Linked DNA regions of Mus musculus: region 1 is linked to region 2. The links are chromatin contacts, called in public Hi-C maps. All regions are on one chromosome and are shown on one strand. The core of a region is the stretch at or near the end of the contact, and the rest is flanking DNA. Distances in the headings are between cores, read along the strand shown.

Region 1 (2,700 bases), core at 182-2,681, 890 kb before region 2:
TGGCTCCTTCTGTCTTCACCTGTGTCTAGCTTGTTCTCTCTTCAACCTGTCTCTGTAAAACTCTCCTGGTCAAACTGCCTCCTCTTTCCCCTTTCTCTCCACATTGCTGTCTCTTAGGTAGCTTCTCTCTTTCGGTTCTCATCAGAGTTGGGCAGATCCTGTTCTGTCAAATCTTTCTCTGATTCATCAGCTTTTCTGCCAGTCATTTAGACAGAACCTTCAAACATGGCTGCTTCCTTCTACAAACTAACCTTATCTTCATTGTTTGGGATTAAAGGTGTGTGCCAAGGGCTGAGTCACACCACAACTAGAAACAGGCTTTTTTGTTTGTTTGTTTGTTTTTTCAGTAAGTAACACAATCTTGAAGTTCACAGTGTGATCAAATATCCTGCAACACATGTGTGCTGTGTTGACAGTGACTCTCGAAGGTCCACTCGGAAGCCATTTTGAGCACTTACCGATTACTTTAGATGGTGTCGAAATGCACTGCACTCCCCACAGCAGGAAGGTAATAGTTGTTGCTTATCTTGGCTCTTCCTTGGTTCCATGCTTGCCTTGGCTCTTCTGCCATAGCCCAACAGATGTTCAGCTTTCAGAAGGCATCTGGCAGTGTTCCGACCAATCGCACCACACTTTGCTTTTCAGACATTCTTAAAGCACTGGACAACTTCTTGTGGCACAGGCTCAGCTGCTGGCGATGGCAATGGAGACTCCCGGCTCAGGTCGCTGGCTTGATTAGTCTTTCTCTTCTCCACTACTGCCATTCCTCCTGCTTCACACACCCTCTCTTACTCCTCCAGAGGAAATATAAGAACTTTCTACACGTCAACAGCAGCCGAGTTCTAGGTATGGTTCTTGGCACACTCTGTGGTGTTCTGGAGCATGGGTCCTCTTAGCATGGCGGTGGGAATTATTATTTTTGTCAGGGGCTAGGGTGCCGAAGTGACTCATTGGGCTTTTCCACAGCTGCCAATGGGTTTGAATTTATGGCAGAGATTCATAAGAAATGTGATTTTTTTTGTCTTTTTTTTTTTTTCCATCTGAAACAAGAGTACAGATGGCTTGTACTTTTAATTTTCTTGCTGCCACCTGGGAAGGATTTGTCATTTTGTTCCTGAAGGGAAAAGAACTGCATCTGACAAAAATCTGTGTTGAAAACTCCCTGGACCCTGACAGAGCAATTCCGGCTGTTCGTGTGTGCTTATCTGTCTGTGTGGAATCTTCATGAGAACTCTGTGGTTTCCACACAGGTGGTTTCTCCCTCCATATCCCTAAAGCTTCCCAAGGTGTGGAACAATAATTGGACTGGAAGCCTTGCTGGGTAAATCAAACAAAGCAACCAAACATGAAGGGAGCAGTGGTAAAATGGATGGAGACTGGAAAGAGATCTTTGCTCCTCTGAATTTGAACAAAGCGCTAGGCGGAGCCAGCAGCCCAACTTCCAGGATGAGTGCTCGCCCTGGAGCTGTACCCTCTCCTGCCTCTCCTGGGTGTCTTTTGTGGCCTCACTACTCAGCTTACATTTTCCCTTGCTAGTTCCTCGGCAGGCCTGCCCCCCTGCTCCCCCACTGAGGAGGTACTTTCCTGTCCCTTTCCCAAGGCGCTCTAGGCTCCTGGCCAGCTAGCGCTGACCTTGTAGTTACCTTTACTCCCTGCCTCTGGGAGGCTCATCCTGATTGGACCATAACCCCTCACCCTTTTCTTCTACTCAAATTCACAGAGGTCATGTGGGATACTCCTTCATGGCCTGCAGGTTTTATTCTCCAGGAAAGTTTGACTCACGCATTCACCCATGGCCAGGCTCTAGCACCCTCCTTGCAGTGACTGGAAGCACCTGAGTGTCGGCTAGACCATTCCCAGAAGGGTCTCTGTTCTTTGAGAAGGTTAGTTGGAAACACCCAGGGGCCATAGGATGGGGTGGGGACTCCTTCCAGGCCCCTTAAGGGATCCATTTGGGTGTGAGAAACTTGCCAGCCTTCCCAGAGTCCCTCTCTTCTGACCTTCTCCCACTTCCCCTTCCTCTCTCTCTCCTTCCAGATTCTACTCATTCAGCAAGAACAATTCTTACCTAAGGACAGACACACTCTTATGAGTCCAGCTCCTTAATGTGCTTCAAAGCCATGGCCCCCAAACCAATCTCCATACTTGCTCCCCACCCCAAACCCCACAAAACATTACAAAACACAACCCCCACTCTTGCTAATAACAAATTTTAGATGCTGATTATGTAGTTATCTTCCCTAATGTCTTAGTTAGGGTTTTACTGCTAGACACCATGACCAAGGCAACTCTTATAAGGACATTTAATTGAAGCTAGCTTACAGGTTCAGAGGTTCAGTCCATTATCATCAAGGCAGGAACATGGCAACATCCAGGCAGACATGGTATAGGAGGAGCTGAGAATTCTATATCTACATCTGAAGGCTGCTAGCAGAATACTGGCTTCCAGGCAGCTAGGATGAGCGTCTTAAAGCCCACACTAACAGTGACACAGTGACTCCAACAAGGCCACACCTACTACTAGTAGTGCCATTCCCTGGGCCAAGCATATACAAAGTGCCACACCAACCTATACACACACACCATGTATGTGAAAGGTGAAGCTGTAGACAAGCTTACCTTTTGTTATTACGAGATTTCCTGGAGCTCAGGAATGCCTAGTCTATCTGGTTTTGGAGGCGCATAGCATGACTCAGCCCT
Region 2 (2,700 bases), core at 18-2,517:
AGCTAAGCAACTGTGCCTCAGGAGAGAAGATACCTTTTTGTCTCTGGGGGATGGGAAGCAGGTATCCTTTTAAAGACTTAATCATTAAGCACAGATGTGGAGGTAAATATACCTCCCTTCCCCCCCCCCCCCACGTTACTTTCCCAGAGGGACCCTCACAGTGCTCCTGTTGCACCATTAACCGAGCACTAAATCCTGGCCACGCCTTCCTCCCTTTGGCTTGGGGGGGGGGTCGGGGGGGGGTCTGTCTTGCTTTTTGTTTTCAATGTTCTATAACTCTATTGCATGTGCACTCTTAAAAATTCTTTTTCAAAGAGGCAGGGTATGAGTAAATACAGAACATCCATGATATTTGAAGGGGCCCGGAAAGTAAATTTCAGAACTTTACTCGGAGCCTATTGCTCATTCCCCTAGCAAACACTGCCGCTCTGGTTTTTTTCTCTGCCGCTACCAAAGCCACAATTACCCAGGCAATTTTGCAATGTTGTTTTATTCCCACTTATCCTCTGGGGCATGCGGGAGAATATGTTACCTTCAATCAAGAGGCCCCACAGTACCTCATCCAGCCTGCACGACCACACAAATTATCTGTGCAGTCTTTGAAGGCCACAATAGGCTTGTGCAAGGGCCCAAAGTTAGGCCAGAAAGGAAAAGGGGGGGAGGGGGGAACCTTTAGGGGGAAGGGAGGACTTACTGAGCACTACCTATCTTATAGTGATTGGGGATGAGGGGGGAGAGAGGTCGTGAGGGGTCAACACAGGACTGGATGCTGCCAGCCAGCCTAACTTCAAATTTAGAAGAATTGAAAGCACAGCACGGTGATTGATTCTTCAGTTTGGAGTACTCAGATTTTCACAACATCAATTCAGGTCTTAGCAGGAGCATATCTGGGAGGGGGGGCTGCTAGAGAAAGGGAGCAAAAATAAGCACCTCTGCTTTGCAAGGGATTTGCAGATGAGCTGCACTTGGGAAGAGCTAGGCTGTGCTGTGCTGCCTGCACCTTGTCCTGGACCATTTCAATCCTTACCCAGTAGGATTTGAGTTAAAGCCCAGTCACAAATCCCCATGGAAGCTGGCTTTTCCCCCAGCAGGGCACTTTACACTTTTTAAAAAGTTACAAATGTGCTTGCTACAGATCTCATCAGACTGAACTCTCTTCCAGGTTTCAACAGGATGGTGGAAACAAAACAGTACCCATCTTGGGTGCAAACAGCCGCCCACACGTGAACAGAATTAGTGCTGACTTGGTGGTGGGCTGTGGAAAGTGACGTCAGCAGGCTGTGTCCTGGCCAGCTGTCTGAGTTGGTCGGAACAACTTTCTCTGCTCATATTCCAGAGAACCGGCTCTCTAAAACCTTTCTGGTCCTCTTTCATCAGAGCTTCATCATTACAGCATTAAAAGACTCTGATGAGGCTGAGGCTAAACTTAGCCTGGCCCTCAAATGTGAAAGTGCTCCTAAAATTAGGCTTTCCAGCTGGGCTTGCTGGAGATTACAGGGGTGGTGGTGGTGGTAACCTTCTCTCCTTCCTGTCCCTTCCCCCAACAGCTTGGGTTTCAGACTGTCTCAGCTGCAGAGACCACCCTAGCAAAGCTGGAGACTTCTCTGCACTGAGGCAGTGAAAGGCTTGAAGTGGGTGGAGCCTGTGTTTCCTCCCGATTCAAAAGAGCTACCAAGAAGCGTCAGAGTTTGTCTAGTCTCTATTTCCCTCCATATGTCTATATATTTGGCACTGTTCATCTTTGTTAGCGTCTTCGAAGTTTTCTGTTTGGTCTTAAAGTTGGCTTGTGTTAGTGTTTTAAAGGACATTCGCCTACTCGATTCTTCAGTCACGCAGGGTGAAGTTAGTGTCTTAGCATTGAGTAATAGTTTGATTGACTATAGTGACTAAGAACCCAGATTTCCAGGCAGGCACTGACAGAAAGAACCATCTGTCCTTTATCCTGACCGGGTTTGTTTTGTTAAGAACAGTCTGACACTCAGAGATCCCCACAGTGTGCTTCATACACACGTGATCGACCTCACCTAGGAGTCCTGCTGGTAAACCGACTATTCCACCCACAGGTGGAAGTAGTATGACAATTTATCTGGGTTAGGGAGATGGAAAGCCACGCCCTCCTCTCTCCAGGAGATGGGTGCCACTGTGCGTGTGGTAAAATATCTTTATTCATTTCCACTGTGGAATGTCCAGACTTTATGTTTCTCGTTGAGAGCTTAAGTACAGTAAGGGATTTAACATTCTCTGGATCCCCGTCTTGGGCAAGGTCTCTGAGGTACTGGGATAACCTCAACCTGTCAGGGGTTCACACAGAATGAAAGGCAATGGAGACTGGCTGCAGACATCAGGAAAACCTGGGGGTGGAGCCCAGGTTTCACTTGATTCTTTCCCACCCCAGGGGGGGGGGGTTACCTTTGCTCTGAGTTAGGTAGGCAGTCTGCAGGGTGGCAGATGGCACTAATGTCGCTGGAGGAGCAGCAAAGGGCAGGGAGGGTAACCTAAAACTAAATACTTCCAAAGTACCACGGTAACATTAGCCTCGGTGTCCTTTGGTTTGACTGAGGCTTCCGTGCACCTAGTCAGACTTTTCCTATAGAAACCCAGAAAGCTGAAGGCAGCACTAGGCTTCCTTTTCACATGTGTAAACTTCTCCTAAAGCCTGGTCCTCCGGATAATGATGGTAGAGCAGGCAGCTGTGTGTGA

The links. Hi-C and Micro-C count contacts between places; a contact is called where the count stands out from the background.
Region 1: a contact with region 2 is called in a Hi-C map of cortical neurons, with 4 times the contacts expected there. The contact joins two enhancer-like sites. A contact is called at or near these places in 2 of 484 Hi-C or Micro-C datasets (both in cortical neurons) and 1 of 115 datasets of contacts at active chromatin or transcription factors (astrocytes).

Annotation. Positions count from the first base shown.
Region 1 is chr14:78,468,087-78,470,786 of GRCm38.p6, reverse strand. No RefSeq gene overlaps it. Among named protein-coding and RNA genes, the nearest start is that of Akap11, 67 kb to the left of the region's middle. Within about 2 kb of position 1,431, at least 9 of the 459 cell types and tissues checked have an H3K27ac peak or open chromatin away from gene starts, as enhancers often do. A contact at or near this core is called in cortical neurons, where this site is marked.
Region 2 is chr14:77,579,643-77,582,342 of GRCm38.p6, reverse strand. All of the region lies in intron 9 of Enox1 (ecto-NOX disulfide-thiol exchanger 1), which reads right to left. Among named protein-coding and RNA genes, the nearest start is that of Gm52115, 16 kb to the left of the region's middle. Within about 2 kb of position 1,267, at least 61 of the 459 cell types and tissues checked have an H3K27ac peak or open chromatin away from gene starts, as enhancers often do. A contact at or near this core is called in cortical neurons, where this site is marked.